Regions from separate parts of the Mus musculus genome. Here region 2 is linked to region 1. Evidence: chromatin contacts called from public Hi-C data. All regions are on one chromosome and are shown on one strand. The core of a region is the stretch at or near the end of the contact, and the rest is flanking DNA. Distances in the headings are between cores, read along the strand shown.

Region 1 (3,643 bases), core at 554-3,053:
TATGGGTTAAGCCTGCATGTATGTCTGTATACCACATGAATGCCTGTTGTTTGAGGTCTACAAGAGGGTGTCTGACACTCTGGAACTGGAGTTACAGATGGTTGTGAGCTGCCCTGTGGGTCCTTGGGATTGAATCCAGGTCTAAAATGAAAAGCAAGCTTTCTTAATTGCTGAGCTATCCAGCCCCAAGTTTGAAATTTTCAAAGTGATCATAATAACTAGACTTATCAAGATTTTTAAATTTTTCTTATAATCATACACTTGATTAACAAAAAAAGGTCCTGGGAGTTTGCAGTTTATTTTTCTTGCTGTATCACAGACTGATTGAAAACTATAAATAAGAAAAGAAGGACAAGAGCTATATATTTTGAACCAGCTGTCTTTAAAACACATTCAATGCATTACACATGAACACACAGTATTTAGGGAGCCCCTATCTATTGTGTTAACCATGGGGGTGAGGCATGATCTATGAAATTTTTTGTTTTTGGAAATGAGATGATTAATTGAAATCAGTGTGAAGTGTTAGTTAATTGTATGTAGAATTAATATGGAAAGGTTTGCAATGGTCTTCAAAAAATATGAAATATAGAAAACATATCCTGAAATTATAGTTTTTTAAAAATATTGGCATTGCCATCATATTTAGGTCCAATTACTTAGATTGATTAAGAAATGGCCAGGGATAGTGACTTTCTCTAAGTAAATATTATGGGATTGACCAAAATACCTTCCATTTTATATATTCAAAAAAGCATCTGCACTCAAATATATTAGCTATACATGCTTAAGTTCTTATCCCCCACCCCAATTTTATGTGTTATCTGAAAGATAAAAGCCTTAATTGTAATTGAGAGTTTCATACATGAGTACACTGTATACAAGTCCTTTCTACCGCCCTCCCCTGTCCTCTGCAGCTCCTCCTGTGTTACATGCATGCACACACATGTATGTATACACATGTATATATACACACATGTATTTACACACATGCCTGGACATGCACAACCCACTGAATTCTGTCTATGTTCCTGTCTGTAGATGTGCTTAGGACTGGGAAATCTATCCAGGGCCTTTCCTATAGAAAGCTTCCTTCTTCAGCAGCCATTGACTGCCCTGAGCCCTTCTTTGAGGGCGTGGCCTTGAAGCATTTTCAGCCATCCATTTTGGCATGTTTCCTGGAGTGTTCTCTCGAACGCGGCCATATGGTTGAGAGTTCACAGGCCCAGCACACTGTCGTGTCTAGAGGAAGCTGCTTTGCAGCAGTCATCCCCGTCCTCCGGCTCTTCGAAGCCTGCTTACTCTTCCTCAGTGGTTCTGAGCTGGAGCTGTAGCTTAGTTAGGTTGAGCATCCGATGGTTCCTTCTTTGGATTTTGACCATTGTGGATTTCTGTAGTAGCCTCTGAGTTCTGCAAAAATAGTTTCTGTGATGGGGACTTAATATTACACTTTCTGTGGACACGAGGATAGTATTTAGAATATAGGAGGAGGTTCTGTTTATTTAGGAGCATGGCCGCAGTAGATTCTCTTCTAGAGTCTGTGACCTTTCCTGCTACAAGCTCTTGGCTAGCTGACAGAATCAGACATGAATTTCCTCCTGATGAAAGGACCCCATGCTCAGCTCTATCTGGGATATTCTGGGAAGGTGGTCACTACCGTGGTCCCCTGGGCGTTGTCTGCTCAATGTGTCAGCCCCCATTCTTGATTCAGATGTTCAGTCTGACGCACAGAGAAGAGACTCTTCCTCTGACGTCTGGGCTTTGAGTGAGAGGAAACCACGCTAGAGAGAGGCCTTGATTTGCTCTTAAAGTGAGGGAGTGGTGTGCATGGGTGGCAAACACCACATGTCAGCTCTGCACATTACCCTTCCAGTTAGCAGACAAACGCTGTAATCTAGTAGTTACATTTTACATAATATGCTCTTCAGATATATAACTGCCTAGTACTTCAAAGTAAACTCATTCAAAGATATTTATAGAGGACCTTTTTATATGAAAAAGATTTATATTCTTTAAAAAGATTCCGGAAGTAAATTCCGCCTTCTCACTATGAGATGTGTGGCTGACAGCAGAATGAAGTACAGATGTGTTAATCATACCGTTCTTTCTTCCTGTAACTTCCTGGAGTTTCGTTCTAGGTCTCTTGTTCAGGAAATGCAGAGGCCAATCAGTCAGGCCAAATCTTAGCCTCAGACACGTGTGCATTTTAAAGCAGTCATTGTCTGGGGCATACACAGCATGCTCTTTCTCATAACGTGTGCTTATTGGGATGTCTATGTGCGTGGAAACGGGTGCCACTAGAATTAACTCTGGGTACAGGGTGGGTGTTGAAGACGGCTGACCATGATTTTCTAATGATATATAAACAAATACTTACATTAAAGCCAAGAATGAAGAGCCTGAAATTTAAGGCTAAGGCGTTTTGCCAAATTAGTATTTATCTTGGCCAAAGAGACATATAGTTTCCTTCCTCCTACTTGTGGATTCTAGTCGGGATTGCTAGCACATAGTAACTGGAGAAGCTATAACTCAAAATTAAGTCTGTCAGATTCCAGAATCTAAGCTCAATTAAGTATATACAGAATTCCAAAGAGAACCTAAATGAAAGCAGGTTTGATTCTGTAATTGACCATTTATTATGTACCCTGAACATCTGCTTGTCATAGTGGGAATACGCTGTGGGTTATGGCAAATGAAGACACGATCAATCCTTATTTGGTCAAGCTTTTAGGAAGAAAGGGCTTGCTCAGTTCCAGCACAGTGCTCCCTTGCCACTGAGAACCACAGTGCTCCCTTACCACTGAGAAACACAGTGCTGCCTTACCACTGAGAACCACAGTGCTCCCTTACCACTGAGAACCATAGTGCTCCCTTACCACCGAGAGCCACAGTGCTCCCTTACGACTGAGAACCACAGTGCTCCCTTACCACCAATAATCACAGTGCTCCCTTACCACCAATAATCACAGTGCTCCCTTACCACTGAGAATCACAGTGCTTCCTTGCCACCAAGATCCACAGTGCTGCCTTACCACTGAGAATCACAGTGCTCCCCTACCACTGAGAACCATAGTGCTCCCTTACCACCAATAATCACAGTGCTCCCTTACCACTGAGAATCACAGTGCTCCCTTGTCACCAAGATCCACAGTGCTGCCTTACCACTGAGAACCACAGTGCTCCCTTACCACAATAATCACAGTGCTCCATTACCACTGAGAATCACAGTGCTCCCTTGCCACCAAGAGCCACAGTGCTCCCTTGCCACTGAGAACATTTATTTTATATTTATTGAAAGGCCTTTCATAGGATTAGGTAGTGATTAACTCACTCATATGAATTTCATGTTTACACAAAGAAAAGAAAGTAGAAACAAATTAAACTACTTCCAAAATACTTTCAACTTCATAATGTAGGTTTTCACGAATGAGCCGAAGGTCGAAGGTTTTTTTTTTTTTTTTTTTTGTTTTTTGTTTTTGTTTTCATGTATGTCACTGACCAGGACACTGGTGCTTACATTCATGGATCCAGTGACATCTACATCAGAACTACCATCTTCCCAGCAGTGGGCTATATGACATCATCAACTGTAGAACACCTGACTTGAGAGATATTAAAATGAGTTTAAAAATGTCAATTATGG
Region 2 (3,778 bases), core at 488-2,987, 170 kb after region 1:
TTTTAAAAAAAAATTATCATGAGAACAGCAATTACAAAATGATTATCTGTAATAGTCTCAATAATATTTTTATACTGTGTCTGGTGCTTAAGTGGAAGTTAGAAGACATTATCATATCCCTCACTATTTGACATCTAGTTACCAAATTCTTCCTAACAAAGTCTAGCTGACTTGGGGTTCATTAAATATCTAACCAATAGTCTAACTGCATCAGCAGTTCATTAGTCTAATTTTTACTACGGGTTTGATGAAGTTAAGGGAGGAAATATTTTAATTGAAAGAAATGTGCTATAAATGCTTTTTTTAAAAAAAAAAATTTCCTCTGTTTGTGTGTGTCCCTTCTCTAGACATTTTTAGAACATTTTCCCTGTAAGCTAAAAGCCATATCTCCCCAGATTTTTTTTTTCAAGTGAAATTGCCTTTCATTTGGCAAAAACTAAACCTGTGATTCATGGAGGCTTTGAGCATGCGCCCTGCTTGCTTTGACTGACATTTTTGCAGGCTAAATCAGACCTGCATGATTCATCTGCACCAAGATTCATTATGCCAAAAAGAGGAGAGGTTTGGGGGTGGCGTAAAAGAGCATAACGGGAAATTGTCTTGGAAATTGTGACTAGTGACGAAGGTGAAAAGAACCAACGTCAGTTGGCGTTTTAAATTGGCATTTGATCGGGGAGACATTTTCTTGTCACTGTTTTATTAAGAAAATGGGCAAAATGCATTAGAGGGGCTTTCCTTTCCTGTGGAAAATGAAATTAAGGTAAGAAACAAGAAAACTGATTTTTTTTAAAGTGTCCTTTAGCTTAAGCATTAAGTGTAAGCTGGCCAGGCCTGTACAGTAGGGAATGTGGAGAACATTCCACTACCTTAACTGTCTGGGAATGTCTACCATTAGCAATCGATTTCCTCGTTGAGTTTATTCATTGTTACCTTTAAATTTGACATGTCCAGAGGAGCTAAGATCTCCCAGTGCCAGGCATGTTCTGTCTACTTGTAACAACGCAGGGAAACCGCTTTGGAAAGATGAGAAACTGGGAAAGCAGAATGAGGGAGTAAGAACCAGGCCAATGATGGAGCTCTGGGGGAGGGGCTGTTTGGGGGGTTGAACCCAATACTACCGAAAGGGGGCAGGATGTGCCCAAAACAACCAATCCTCTATTTTGCCTAAGTTTATTTTATTCTCTCTCATTATAGAAAGATAGGATATACGCCAGCCAGGACTAGTTTTATTCAGGACTGGCCTTGTAACATATGAGAGAACATAAATGTGCCGCTTCCTGTTACAAATCTATTAATAGCTGCGCAGCGTTGTGGCGTCCTAGTTCCCAGTATCACAAAACACACTAAAAAAGAAACAAAAACAACACTTAAATTGGAAAGTATCATCTCCAAGCTTCGGGGAACCTTCTGCTGCTGCGAGGTCCACCCTCATTTTCCTTATGACGTTGGTGTTGGTGGTGAGCTCTAGATTTGAGTAAGGGAAATGTTTCCTTGAAGATCACCTAAACATTTTAATTTATATTTAAATTTTTCAAAGGTAGGTGAGTGCTTTAAAAATCACTAAGTTCTCTGTCTACATGTATCTGACTCGTTATGTGGATGGATAGGACTCTTTTAAGACTAGTTTTTCTGCTTTTAAGTATATATATATGTCTGTGTGCGCACAGGTGTAAGTAATTGTAGTGCTTGCAGAGTCAAGAAGTGGGCGCTGGATCTCCTGGAGCGGGGAGTAAGGTGGTGGTGAGCAGTGGGTGTAGGTGTTGGCAACTGAACTCCAGCCCTCTGAATGAGCAACAGGCACTCTTAGTCACTGGGCCATCCCCACTATTTGTTGGATTCCTAGATTTCCAGTGTATTGTTTTAGATTCAGATCCAGTATCCTCACCTTACACCTATTGTACAAAACCTTATTCCCAATTTCCTGTCCCTACCTTAAGAGTCCTCAGACTTCACACCTCAAGCCAACATCAGCCTGGAATCACCAAGTATTGGATAAGTCCCAGGCTTGCAGTTAGATGGGGTTGGAGGGTAACAGGCAGCTGTGCACAGCCTGTTTAGTGGTGCGATGAAGGCTAGAAGTTATTAAGTGCAAGATGCTAAAAGCAGCTTCCTTTAAAGGTCCAAGTGATAGGGAAAGTAAAGCTCTCAGTTCTTGGCTACCTAAACTGTAGAAATCATCTTTGGGTAGAAGAGCATTGACATTTCGAGGTTGAATGTGTTTCTGTGTAAGACAGGGCTGAATCCCTTCCCAGCATATATTTCAGCCTCAGTGCAGCCAGACAGGAAGCTGCTGTTGTCTTCATCTTCTGTTGAAGTGGTCACTGTAATTAGTAGAGCAATAACCCCTCCACAAATGGAAGAATTCTTCACAGTTCATGTGTGCCCTCCCTCTCCCTTCCTCCTCTCTCATCACCGATCATTGACACCTCTTTCTAGTCTTTTACTCGGTGATGTTTGGAGGAACTGCAATCATCCATCACAAAGGCTTCAGTAGAAATGGTGACTTGTGACTGTTGTGGAGTGTTGTAGACTGGTGGTCATTGAGCTTCCGCTGAGAAATGAATAGCCTTAAGGTTTTTGAATGATTGGATATTTTAGTTTTTAATATTATAGTTTAGAATAAATGATCAGCCCTGTTTGACCATTGCGAACTCCCATTTTTAAAGCCATGCCTGGAATAAGGGCATTATGTCCAGTTCAGCTCCGCGTGTATACTCGGGACATCTTTGCTTCCCAGCACCTCCTCCGCAGTCACACAGCCTTAGCTAGCTGGCACGTGAATCTAATAGTTTAGTTTTTAAAATGTTGAATCAGCTTTTTGACACTTGGCTGGATTTTCTTACACTTGTATTATTCTTTTATTGTTTTCACAGAAAACCCCTAAATAAAATATCATCCGTTTCTTAAACACAATTTGTTGTACACAGAGTCTTCTATTACAAATAGATTATTTTGACTTGAGGAAACAATATTTTCTCCTCAATAAGAAATGTTTACCCAGTAACTACCTTTTTATGATGTTGCTTATTCCTTTGAATTGGATCTTTTTTAAGGTTTTATAACCTTCCAGTTATAGTCCAATCTAAGAAAATAAACGCACGCCCTGTAACACAATATGAAAAGTTATAATGTTTGAAATTTAAAAGACAAGCATACACCATGTTCTTCAAATGATATGGGAAATCTGAAGGAATCCATGCAATAATTTGCCTAAAGCAAAGTGTTGAGATAGAAAGAAACAACTCCAAGTGGCTTTATGGAAGGAACTGAAATATGCTAGGGTATGTCATTCCTGCTGAAACATCCAATTCAACTGTAGTTTAGTCAACTACCAAGTTAATCATAACTATAAGCACCAGATAATATATCTTGAAAATAACTGAGATGGGTCAAGAATTGCCCGTAAATTCAGCACCGAAATCAGTTTCTCTGTAAAGGAGACCTTTGCCTGAGATGTAAAGCATTGATTGCTCCCCCTGATGTGCAGGGAGATATCACATGTCAGTGCCCAAATGACATATGGCTTTACAGGGGACATGGACGCATGAATTCAGAATAATGCCCAATTGCTATGTAATCTTATACTTTTGTTTAATGAAAGATAACTTCAACCCAGATACAGTGACGCATATCTGTAATACCATTACTTGGGAACAAAGGAAGAAGGAGTGTGTCAAGTTCTACGCCAACCTGGTCTACAGAGTAAGTTGGACACCAACCTGGGCTTCAAGAGAAGACCATGTCTCAAAGAAAACAAAAATGAGGCTTCAAACTCTTT

The links. A called contact is a pair of places that touch in the nucleus more often than the background predicts.
Region 2: a contact with region 1 is called in a Hi-C map of Th1 cells, with 1.7 times the contacts expected there. The contact joins two enhancer-like sites. A contact is called at or near these places in 4 of 484 Hi-C or Micro-C datasets (Th1 cells, cortical neurons, embryonic fibroblasts and 1 more).

What each region holds. Positions count from the first base shown.
Region 1 is chr19:57,801,193-57,804,835 of GRCm38.p6, forward strand. The region is part of intron 26 of Atrnl1 (attractin like 1); the gene reads left to right. Among named protein-coding and RNA genes, the nearest start is that of Gm52385, 120 kb to the right of the region's middle. Within about 2 kb of position 1,804, at least 18 of the 459 cell types and tissues checked have an H3K27ac peak or open chromatin away from gene starts, as enhancers often do. A contact at or near this core is called in Th1 cells, where this site is marked.
Region 2 is chr19:57,969,449-57,973,226 of GRCm38.p6, forward strand. All of the region lies in intron 27 of Atrnl1 (attractin like 1), which reads left to right. Among named protein-coding and RNA genes, the nearest start is that of Gm52385, 45 kb to the left of the region's middle. Within about 2 kb of position 1,738, at least 21 of the 459 cell types and tissues checked have an H3K27ac peak or open chromatin away from gene starts, as enhancers often do. A contact at or near this core is called in Th1 cells, where this site is marked.